Linked DNA regions of Sus scrofa: region 1 is linked to region 2. The links are chromatin contacts, called in public HiChIP or PLAC-seq maps. All regions are on one chromosome and are shown on one strand. Each heading gives the region's core, a stretch centred on a gene start, on an enhancer-like site or on the middle of the called end of the contact. The rest is flanking DNA. Distances are from core to core; before and after follow the strand shown. Region 1 has its middle 39 kb from the start of PRKCB. Region 2 overlaps PRKCB (protein kinase C beta type).

Region 1 (6,124 bases), core at 266-2,765, 340 kb before region 2:
TGGGAAGTTGGGGACCAGGGATCAAACTGCAGTGACAATGCTGGATCCTGAAACTGCTGCACCATAAGGCAGCTCCTCATATTAATTTTCTTTGTTTTCTTTCCTTTTTTTATGAAAGTATAGTTGATTTACAATGCTGTGCTCCTTGCATGATTATTATTATTCTTATTTATTTATTTTTTTGTCTTTTTGCCTTTCCTAGGGCCGCTCCCGCGGCATATGGAGGTTCCCAGGCTAGGGGTCGAATCGGAGCTGTAGCCGCCGGCCTACACCAGAGCCAGAGCAATGCTGGATTCTTAACTCACCAAGCAGGGCCAGAAACTGAACCCAGGTCCTCACAGACACTAGTTGGGTTCGTTACTGCTGAGCTGCAGAGGGAACTCTGTGTTAATTTTTTTTTTTTTTTTTTTTTTTTTTTTGCCACACCCAGGACATGCGGAAGTTCCCTGGGCCAGGGATTGAACCCATGCCACAACAGTGACAATGCCAGATCCTTAACCTGCTGAGCCACTAGGGAAATCCTCCGTGGTAATTTTTAAAAAGCCTTTTTACATTAAGAAACTTAGCCCATGCTTTGTTATATATGTTGTGACTATTTTTTTCTGATTTGCTGTTTGTCTTTTGATTTTGTTTAATATGGATATTTGAAAAATAAAATGAAATACCTAGTAAAAGGTATCAGTCTTTTCTCTTATCATGTCTCTGATTCATGTCTTTCTTAGAAAGGTCTTCCCTTATCCAAGATGATAAAAACTTCCCCCATTTTTCTAGGATTCCAATGGCTTTTTTCTTTTTCTTCTGTTACAGCTTGGTTTCTTTTTTGATATTAACATTTTGGCCCTAAGGAATTAATGTGATATCAGGAATGGGGTAGCAAACTACCCTCCCTCCTTTAAATCTAGATAACCACCCAGATCTCCTCAAACCATTTTTATTTATTTATTTATTTATTTTTATCTTTTTGCCATTTCTTAGGCTGCTCCCGCGGCATATGGAGGGTTCCCAGGCTAGGGGTTGAATAGGAGCTGTAGCCACCAGTCTACACCAGAGCCACAGCCACACAGGATCCGAGCCGCGTCTGCCACCTACACCATAGCTCCCGGCAACGCCAGATCCTTCACCCATGGAGCAAGGCCAGGGATCGAACCCACAACCTCATGGCTCCTCGTCAGATTTGTTACCCACTGCGCCACGACGGGAACGCCCTCAAACCATGTATTAACAAGTCCATCGTCTACCAACTTAGTTAAACTACCTCTCTTATCTTCCATAGCAGCTCAGTGTTGTGGATACCTGTAGACCGTCTTAGCTAATTGCATTCTGAGATTCTGGCCAGTTCTTCATTTTTCTTGCTGACGTTGTCGTCTTTCAGAAGCTGGAGGAAGTGTGCAGAGGAACCGTTGTCTTGGGCCAAATTCTGGCCGACCAGGCGGAACGAACTGCTGAGGGGAAGTGACAAGAATCTTGGTACAAAGTGACTATGCCATTCTAGACACTCTGTCTGCCTCCTGCCTCTCTGGTTAGCCCTCAAGCTTCATCCGGCCCCGTTAGGAGCATCCCTTGCGGTCAGGGTCACTGAGAGCCTGCTCTGCCTCTAGCAACAGGAAGTCTGACAAGCGAGTTCCCTAAACACACCCTCCCCTCTCTTCTAAGTCTTTACACAGGCTTGTCCCTTGGCCCACAGCACCTTCTGTCATGTCATTGCTTCGCAGACGCTTCTTCATCCTTGATGGCTAACTGGCTAACTGCCATCAGGCTTTTTGTTGTAGTTGCTGTTGTGTCCCTGGCATACGAAATCCTTGGGCCAGGGATTGAACCCATGCCACAGCAGGGACCTGAGCCACAGCAGAGACACACCAGATCCTTAACCTGAAGTACCACCAGGGAACTCCAGTTTCTGTCTCAGTTTAAAGACTCCCTCCATTGTGAAATCTTCGCCGAGATACAAAGTTAGATGCTCTTAGGAGCTTCTAGTCTCGTCATAGTTTTTACTCAAGGCCAATGGATCGGGGATGGAAAAACCACACACACACACTCTAAAGGTGTGATGATCGGAGCTCCCGTCGTGGCACAGTGGTTAACGAATCCAACTAGGAACCATGAGGTTGCGGGTTTGATCCCTGGCCTTGCTTAGCGGGTTAAGGATCCAGCGTTGCCGTGACCTGTGGTATAGGTGGCAGACGCGGCTCGGATCTAGTGTGGCTGTGGCTCTGATGTAGGCCGGCAACTATAGCTCCAATTAGACCCCTAGCCTGGGAACCTCCATATGCCACGGGAGCAGCCCTAGAAAAGACGCAAAGACCAAAAATAAATAAATAAAGGTCTGATGAGCTGGAAAGTGGCCTGGGTTAGATCCCAAGTAAAGTTCTCTTTCTTTCTTTCCTTCCTTCTTTCCTTCTTTTCTTTCTTTCCTTCTTTCCTTCCTTTCTTCCTTTCTTCCTTTCCTTCTTTCCTTCTTTCCTTCCTTCCTTCCTTCCTTCCTTCCTTCCTTTCTTTCTCTCTCTCTCTCTTTCTTTCTCTCTTTCTTTCTTTCCTTCTTTCCTTCTTTCTTTCTCTTTCTTTTTCCTTTTTCTCCCATCCTTCCTTCCTTTCTCCCTTCCTTCCTCCCTTCCTTTTTTTCTTTTTCTTTTTTTTTTTTTTCATTTTTGGCCTCCCAGAGGCATATGGAGCACCCAGGCCAGGGATCAGATCAGAGCACCAGTCAAGAGCTAAGCCACAGCTTCGGCAATGCTGGATATTTAACCAACTGTGCAGGGCTGAGGGTTGAGCCTGCATCTCAGGGCTCCCAAGACACTGCTGATCCCATCGTGCCACAGCAGGAGCTCCTCAAGTAAAGTTTTCTTATAGTCTATCTGCCCCAGGACCAGGATCAGCTATATCGTTTGGGAGGCTGAGTACAAAACCAACCTGTGGAGTCCCTGGTTCAACAATTATGAATTTCAAGATGGTGACAGCAGAGCATCAAGCCAAGTCTGGGCAGGGCCTTTCTGAGAGTGGGGTTCTTTGAGACTGCATGCATTGCATGCCCACTGTAGTGTGTTGAATGTTGGCCCCTGAAAGATACGTCCATGCCTTAATCTATAACTCCTGTGAACATGTGACCTTATTTTGGAAAAGGGTCTTTGCAGATATAACTAAATTAAGGATTTTGAGATGAAGAGGTCACCTGGATTATCTGGATGGACCCCAAATCCAATGACATGTTGTCCTCATAAGAGATGCACAGGGGGAGTTCCCGTTGTGGCACACAGGAAACAAATCTGACTATTATCCATGAGGATGAGGGTTCGATCCCTGGCCTCCATCAGGGGTTGGGGATCTGGCATTGCCATGAGCTGTGGTGTGGATCACAGATGCAGCTCAGATCCCACGTTGCTACGGCTGTGGCGTAAGCCTGCAGCTTTGACCGCCAGCCTGGGAACTTCCATATGCCTCAGGTATGGCCCTAAAAAGCAAAAAAAAAAAAAAAGAGAGAGAGAGAGAGATACACAGGGGATGACAGACAGAAGAGAAGGCACCCTGACACACCTACAGTCAATTAATTTTCGACAAAGAAGGCAAGAATATAAAATGGGAAAAAGACAGTCTTTTTAGCAAGTGATGCTGGGAAAACTGGACAGCTGCATGTAAATCAATGAAACTGGAACACACTCTCACACCATGCACAAAAATAACCTCAAAATGGTTTAAAGACTTCAATGTAAGACACCATCAAACTCCTAGAAGAGAACAGAGGCAAAACATTCTCTGACATCAACTGCACAAATGTTTTCTTAGGTCAGTCTCCCAAGGCAACAGAAATACAAGCAAAAATAAACCAATAGGACCTAATCAAATGGACAAGCTTTTGCACAGCAAAGGAAACCATAAAAACAACCCCCCCCAAAAAAAAGACAACCTACAGAACAGGAGAAAATAGTTTCAAATGATGCAGCCAACAAAGGCTTAATCTCTAAAATATACAAGCAACTTATACAACTCAACAGTCAAAAAACCAACAACCCAATTGAAAAATGGGCAAAAGTCCTGAATAGACATTTCTCCAAAGAAGATATACAGATGGCCCACAAGCACATAAAAAAATGCTCAACATCACTCATTATTAGAGAAGTGCAAATCAAAACTACAAAGAGGTACCACCTCACACCAGTCAGAATGGCCATCATTAACAAGTCAACAAATAACAAATAAAAGGGAATCCTCCTTCACTGCTGGTGGGAATATAAATTTGTACAACCACTATGGAAAACAGTATGGAGGCGCCTCAGAAGACTAAATATAGAACTACCATATGGCCCAGCAATCCCACTCCTGGACATATACCTGGACAAAATACATTTTCCTTGAAAAAATACATGCACCCATATGCTCACTGCAGCACATTCTCAATAGCTAAGACATAGATACAACCTAAACATCCATCGACAAATGAATGGACTAAGACGTTGTGGTATACATACACTATGGAATACTACTCAGCCATAAAAAGAACAAAATAATGCCAGTTGCAGCAACATGGATGGAATTAGAGACTCTCATACTAAGTGAAGTCAGTCAGAAAGAGAAAGACAAATACCATATGATAGCACTTATATCTGGAATCTAATATACGGTACAAATGAACCTTTCCACAGAAAACAAACTCATGGACTTGGAGAACAGACTTGTGGTTGCCAAGGGGGAGGCAAGGGAGTGGGATAGACAGAGAATCTGGGGTTAATAGATGCAAACTATTGCATTTAGAGTGGATAAGCAATGAGATTCTGCTGCATTTTGCATGGGGAACTCTCTCTAGTCACTTGTGATGGAACATGATGGAGGATAAGGTGAGAAAAAGAATATATATATATATGTGTGTGTGCAACTGGGTCACTTTGGTGTACAGTAGAAAATGGACAGAACACTGTAAACCAAGTATAATGGAAAAAATAAAAATCATTTAAAAAAGAAGAAGAGGAGACAGACATACAGAGGCAAAGGCAGTGTGAAGATTTGGAGGCAGAAATAGGAGCGATGTGGCCATAAACCGAGGAAAAGCAGGAATGCTGACAGCTCTCAGAGGCTGGAAGAAGCAGAGAAGAATTCTCACCTATGGACTCCAGAGGGAGCATGGTCCGGCCAACACCTTAAATCCAGCCTTCTGGCCTCAGGAACTATGAGAGAATATATTCTGTTGTTTTAATCCACCTAATTTGTGATGATTTGTTATAGCAGCCACAGGAAGCTCATACATATTTGAAGCTGGCTCTGCTGGAGACATTTGTTGAAATCCTGGAGAAAGGAAGAACTGTCCTTCCTTTGGAGTTAGTAAGCCAGTAGGCTGAAGCTCAGAGCGACCAGCACCACTACCCAGATAGAGTCTGTCTGAGGATGAAACCAACCCAGGAAAGCAGAGCCCAGAGATGGAAAGAGAGTGATTTCTGAGGCCATTGTTGGAAGCCCTGGATCAAACTGTGCCTGAAGCTGAGATCTATGCCTGGATTTTTCACTTACATGAAGTCTAGAAATCCTGAAATATAAAACAAACCCTCAGTTCATTTTAAATTCAGTTCTTGTCACTTACATCCATAAGAGTCTTAACTACTACGAAGATTTCAGACAATCCTGAAAAAAGGAGGCTTGGAGAGCAACCTCACTCAAGAGACAATGTCAGATCCTTAACCTGCTGAGCCACCAAGGAATTCCTAGATTCACTTTTTAACTCTAGCCAATACTGTGGCACCTCGCTGTGAACAGGTATAAGTAGAGAGCATCTCACTTTAGCATCTCTTCCACCTCTTTGGACCACTTTCCAAGTTAAACCGAAAACCCCTCTTTCAGGCTCTGCTCTTTTGAGGAGCTGAGGCGAAGACAAGGGGGTTGGAGGAGGTCATTGAGAGGATGTGGCTGGTACTTGACCTGTGAGCTGAACCCAGGCCATTGGAGACTCCTCACCCCCCACCCCCACCTTTGGAAATGCATGCTCTGCCCATCGTTCCCACACTGAGACCAGTTCCAGGGATGGAGTCTTTTTTTTTGCCTTTTCTAGGGCTGCTCCCACGGCATATGGAGGTTCCCAGGCTAGGGATCCAATCGGAGCTGTAGCTGCCATCCTACACCAGAGCCACGTGGGATCCAAGGCGCA
Region 2 (5,845 bases), core at 2,018-4,517:
GTAACTTCCCACTGACAGGCACAATTAAGGATTTGTTCATTCAACAGGTATTTATTGAGCATTTAGTATGTGTATTTCTAGGTGCAGAGGAAATGGCTGTGAACAAAACAGACAAAAATATCTACCTACATGGGAACATATGTGCTTGTAGTGGCAGTGGTTGTGATGATGCTAACACCTAATATTTTGAGCCCTTACTACAGGGCAGGCTTTATTCTAAATGCTTTGTGTGTCATGGCTCACCCTTATGGTGTAAGGTACTTGCTGTAATCCCCACTTTACAGATGAGAAATGAAATGCACGAAGTTAAAATAACTTGGTGACGTCACACTGCTAGTGGCATCTACAGATTAAATTTTTTTCAGTCCCACCTATGGCACGCAGAAGTTCCTGGGCCAGGGATTGAACCCACACCACAGCAGTGCTCCAGGCCACAGCAGTGACAGGGTGGGATCCTTAACCTGCAAGGCCACCAGGGAACTCCTGAATTTAGCTTAGATACTTAGGCTTTTGATTGCTGGATACTTAACACTTGCATTTCTAATCTCAACCGTGGTCACCTCATCTGTCACAAACATATTCTAGAAGGCTATCATTTTTCCCCTCCTATCTTCTCATTGCCCCCTCTCTTCTCTTTCCTTCTGAGTGTAAGCAGAGTTCGTGTGCCTTGTTTTCACTCTGAGCCTCTGCCATTAGACAAACTGCATGCCCTTCATGACAGAGGCTCTAAATTTTTCTGTTCTCCGTCTTTTTTTTTTTTGGTCTTTGCTAGGGCTGTTCCTGCGGCATATGGAGGTTCCCAGGCTAGGGGTCTAATCAGAGCTATAGCTGCTGGCCTACGCCACAGCCACAGCAACTTGGGATCCGAGCCGCGTCTGCAACCTACACCACAGCTCACAGCAATGCCGAATCCTTAACCCACTGAGCAAGGCCAGAGATTGAACCCGCAACCTCATGGTTCCTAGTCGGATTCATTAACCACTGAGCCACGACGGGAACTCCTGTTCTCCGTCCTTCTCTATGCATGTTGATTTCCTATCTATCTCTGTGCAAAGGCTTGTTGGAACTGTAAGCTATCAGCCCGGTTTCCTGGGAGGGTTCTTGAGCATGAACTTCACTCTTCTGGCTTCTTCCCTTCTCATTTTCTCAGCAGGCTTCAGCCCGTGGGGTCCTCCAAGTCTTGGAAGCATGTCTAGTGTGTGTGGCAGCTCTTCAACTGGTTCCCTTTTCCCATCAACCTCTATTTCTTTTAACCCTCACCAGATCTGTCACGCATCCCCTCCCTCTGCAATTCCACCTGCCCATCTCGATTGCCTCCGACTTTTATTGAGCCCATCCTCATTGCCAGGGACCATGTGATGGATCTACATGCATTACATCATAATAATCCTCACCACAGCCCTGCAAGGTAGTGACAGATCTGAACCCCTCATATGAGACTTCTTTGGAAGTTGTGAGTTAGAGAAGTTGAGTGACCTCCCCAGGATCACACAGCTGGGAGGAGGCAGGACCAGGACTGGAAATCAGCTTTTGTGATTCCAGTTGCCTCCTTCCATCTCTAATAGTGCTTTTCTCTACTTTGGGGTCCACTTGTCTCCACCCACCTGCTAGTCTTTTCTTTATCGAAACAGATTCAAAACTGCTGTGGAGCCTTTCGTGGATTCCTCCTTATACCATGCACAAAAGTTAAAAACCAGATCTTATGACTGCTTTGGCAGAAGGATGCATACATTAAGATTGTCTATTGGCGTTCCCGTCGTGGTGCAGTGGTTAACGAATCCGACTAGGAACCATGAGGTTGCAGGTTCGATCCCTGGCCTTGCTCAGTGGGTTAAGGATCCAGTGTTGCCGTGAGCTGTGGTGTAGGTTGCAGACGCGGCTCGGATCTGGTGTTGCTGTGGCTCTGGCGTAGGTCGGTGGCTACAGCTCCGATTCAACCCCTGCCTGGGAACCTCCATATGCCATCACTTTCCCCTTGTGAATCTAAAAGAAATGAACACACTTTCACGAGCCCCTGCAAAGATCCTGGTCCCCGGTGTACTTAATGCCCTGGATGCGGACATCAATGCTACAACAGCACAGCCCTCAGCAACCTTCAAGCTGTCTCCACCAAAGCCACGCGGGTACTGAACTCGTGTGCGCTTTGCATCTGGGCACAAGAGAACGATCCCAAGGTCCCAGCCCCAGACTTCAGTGTCTTCTGCAGGCTCCAAGTGCAGCACTGAATTACTGTAGGAAGAAATTGCCTGAGGAGATGAAAAGACAGTTTAGTTCATACCAGTAACAAAGGCCTTTTCTAAAGTCTCGGAGCTCCCGTTGTGGGCGTCTAGCCTAATTTTAATCTCATTAGTGGTATGGATTCACACGCATACATATACGTCCATACATTAGAGGTGGTTATATAATCCTGCAGACAAAAGCTCTTCCCTTTACTTCAACCTGCTTTGCTATCTTCCTGCACCATATGGTGAGTCTTTTTATCACATGGTTCACAGATAGCTCAAAGGCTTTGCTACCTGTTCCCTTAATCCTCTTCCAGAGAACCTTTTGACTTTTGCTGTCTGATCTTGGATTCCTGCCTTCTCTTTGGTTCTATCCCAATTATGGCACCTTCCTCCCAGCACCCCCGTCTTTCGTACACAATTTTGATTGCCGTGTGTTTTTGCCAACTCATCTTCCCCGGTCACGGGGAGGCCCTTCCACTTTCCAGATTCCTCCAGGTCTCCCATCAATGATGAGACTGACTGCTTCTCGGTAGCCCCTACGTTCGCCCCTCCGAAGAGAGTAAATCACAGAGCCAGAAAGCAGAAGGGTCTGTTTTCCCCATAAAAGTAATTCTCCCAAGGAAAGGGAACTATCTGGAGTGCAAGTTTTATTTTCGAGCCAGAGGGAGTAGATGGGGGGTTTATTGGAAAGAAATGGCAGGCTCTGTGTCCCTCCCAAGATCCCAAGGCAAGAAGTGCACTTGGGACAAGAAAGCTTCTTTGAACGCAGCCATCATTGTCTGCACCTTGGGGACCCCCTGGGCTGTCATCCTGGCTTTTGCTGACATCTCTCACTGTGGTGGTGCGTCCTCACTGCCTCCCTCAGCCTTATGTCATTTCTCAGTTCTCAACGTCTGATTCCCACATCTAGAAGAGCTTAGAATTGTAAAGTCCCAGGAAAGAGGGACTGGCGGGCCAGTATGGCTCGGGGATCCTGTGATCCACTTAGCGGCAGCCAAGGGGACAGGTCACTTTTCCTGCCATCTGTTGGAAAGGACAACAGGAAACGGATGCTCTGAAAAGCAGAAGTGGTATGGGCAGTTCCTTAAAGTGAAGGAAGCAAAGACTGGCCTGTCTGGTTCCCTTAGTGTGTATTTTCTTCAAAACAGTGACTCTTGGGGAGAAATCATACAAAGGGAAATGTAGCCCTCTGACGCAGGGCCAGATAGAGCCTATTAACATGGAAACTCTGTCTCAGGTGATAAAGCATGACCCCGGGTCCAATTATTGTGCTGTCATAGCTCACCCTCTCCCTATCCATCTCCACCGCGTCTTTGCGAGCTTTTTCAGAAATTCAAGCCCTGTTCAGACGATTCTCTGTTTCCTAACAGCATAGCCCATCGTCGTTTCTACAGCAAACATGATAGCAGGTACTGTAAGTGATCAGTATCAATACGCATGGTGAATATTTTGGATGTACAAGCACGGATGGTTAATATAATCAAAGAGGCCAGAGTTTGTTTCACGCCCCCCCACCACCGCCCTGGTCCCAGTTTCACATTATCTGCCTCCTTGAAAATCACTCAAAATCGTGCATTTTGAGCATCGAAAACCCATCTCAGTGTTTTTATGCATTGCTCGTTGAGCTTTACACTGATCTATAAGGTGGGTTCTCTTAGTCTCCCCATTTTGCAGAAGAGGAAATGGAGGTTCAGAGAAAGGAGAGACTTGCCGATTCATGCAGCAGGGGATGCAGTTCAAACCCAGAAGCTGGCTCCAAGAATATAGGACCATGGTCCTACCTACATGGACTCCAGGGCACTCAACCTGTTCCACTCCAGGCTTGCAGAAAGCCCATTCTGTTAGTCTGAGACACCAACCACAAAGGGAGGCTTGTGTGCACAGAGCAGATCGGATTATAGAGCAACAAGCTCCCTTGGTGAGACCTAATCGTTGAAATGAGTGACAGGCCCTTAAGGGTTTCGTTGCATTTTCTTTTGGTAAAAGCCATCAGTTATTGGTTTGTTTTCCTGGGAACTGTCTCAAAAACAAATGAACTCTTTTATGTTAACGATCGAACTTTGTCAGATATGACATGTGATTCAAAGAAAACTGACTCAGCAAACACACGTCACCCACATTGATTTCAGCTCAAGAAGATAACTTTGATAACTCAGATTGATACCATAGCAATTCTGTGATGTCTGTAACTAGAAGAGATATAGCCCAGAGTTTTAAAATGATAGTTCTTTTGCATTTCTTATGACAACCCAATCAAACAAGTAAACATTTCTGGTTAAATCCAATGAAACATCTTCATTTAAAACGCAGGAGATAGGGACTTCCATCATGGTGCAGTGGAAACGAGTCCGACTAGGAACCATGAGGTTACAGGTTCGATCCCTGGCCTCGCTCAGTGGGTTGGGGATCTGGTGTTGCCATGAGCTGTGGTGTAGGTCGCAGATGCAGCTTGGATCCTATGTGGCTGTGGCTGTGGTGTAGGGCGGCAGCTGTAGCTCCGATTGGACCCCTAGACCAAAAAAAAACCAAAAAAAAAAACCCCCCCAAAAAAACAAAAAAAAAAACAACACAGGGGATAGGAGTTTCAGGTTGAAATCTTCTAATTCCCTCTCCTCCTCTTCCCAGCAGTGGCCATGAGTCATTCCTTCCATGGGTGTAGTGACATTTGCTCAACAATAGCAAGTCCCCATGCGCCAGCGATGACTCGGCTAAAAGTGCCTCCATTCTAAACTTCGTTTCACACTTCCATTGGCTTTCTCTGCTAGGGGGGCAAAAATTCAACTCAGTCACATCTAATGTGCAACAGGGCATCCTCTTCAACGGCTGAAGTCTTCATCACACCGGTCCCTCCGACCCCTGAGCTGAGAACTCACTGTCTCTCTCCTGCCATCTCATGCCTCCTCCTCATCAGCATCCCCCACTAGAATGTCCATCAGTACAACCAGGAAATGGACATTGACACCTCATTGTCACCCAAAGTCTACAGTTTACATTAGGGTTCACTCCTGGGAGTGTAGGTCCTATCGGTTTGGACAAACGTATAATGACATGCATCAACCGTGATGGTCTCATGCAGAGTAGTTGCACTGCCCTAAAAATCCTTTGCGTGCCGCCTGTTCATCCCTCCCACCCCCTACCCCCTAGCAACCACTGATCTTTTTACTGTCTCCATGGTTTTGCCTTTTCCAGAATGTCATATAGTTGGAATCATACAGTATGTAACCATATAAAGAGATTTTATTTTAAATACGGAAAGCCTTACATAATAAATCATGAAATACCTAAGTTGATCTGTACACCGAGTATCCCTGCTCTTATTTTTGTCTTGCCCCCTTGAAGGGTGGATCCACAAAGGGATGCAGTCCTACCCAGAGGCACCCTCTGAACGCCCAGGTAGCATCTTTTCCCTGCCGTGCCCCTTTTCAGTTTTTCCTAAAGTACCTCTGCCATTGGCACGTCTACCCAGTGGCTCCTCCAAAATGAGCTATTAGAAGCCAGAAACCATGTCTAGACTGCAGACTTCCAGGTTGTGCTAGAAGCAAATGCCTTTGATTCTCTCCAGATCCCATGATTTTGTCTTCCATTCCGGGGGCCACCATCGGAAGTTTAAACACACATAG

The links. HiChIP or PLAC-seq counts read pairs in DNA pulled down with a chosen protein or histone mark.
Region 1: an H3K27ac HiChIP or PLAC-seq map of alveolar macrophages shows a contact between it and region 2. The contact joins two enhancer-like sites. A contact is called at or near these places in 1 of 47 Hi-C or Micro-C datasets (blood) and 1 of 2 datasets of contacts at active chromatin or transcription factors (alveolar macrophages).

What each region holds. Positions count from the first base shown.
Region 1 is chr3:22,419,657-22,425,780 of Sscrofa11.1, reverse strand. No RefSeq gene overlaps it. Among named protein-coding and RNA genes, the nearest start is that of PRKCB, 39 kb to the right of the region's middle. Within about 2 kb of position 1,515, at least 13 of the 83 cell types and tissues checked have an H3K27ac peak or open chromatin away from gene starts, as enhancers often do. A contact at or near this core is called in alveolar macrophages, where this site is marked.
Region 2 is chr3:22,080,508-22,086,352 of Sscrofa11.1, reverse strand. All of the region lies in intron 9 of PRKCB (protein kinase C beta type), which reads left to right. Among named protein-coding and RNA genes, the nearest start is that of CACNG3, 120 kb to the right of the region's middle. Within about 2 kb of position 3,267, at least 3 of the 83 cell types and tissues checked have an H3K27ac peak or open chromatin away from gene starts, as enhancers often do. A contact at or near this core is called in alveolar macrophages, where this site is marked.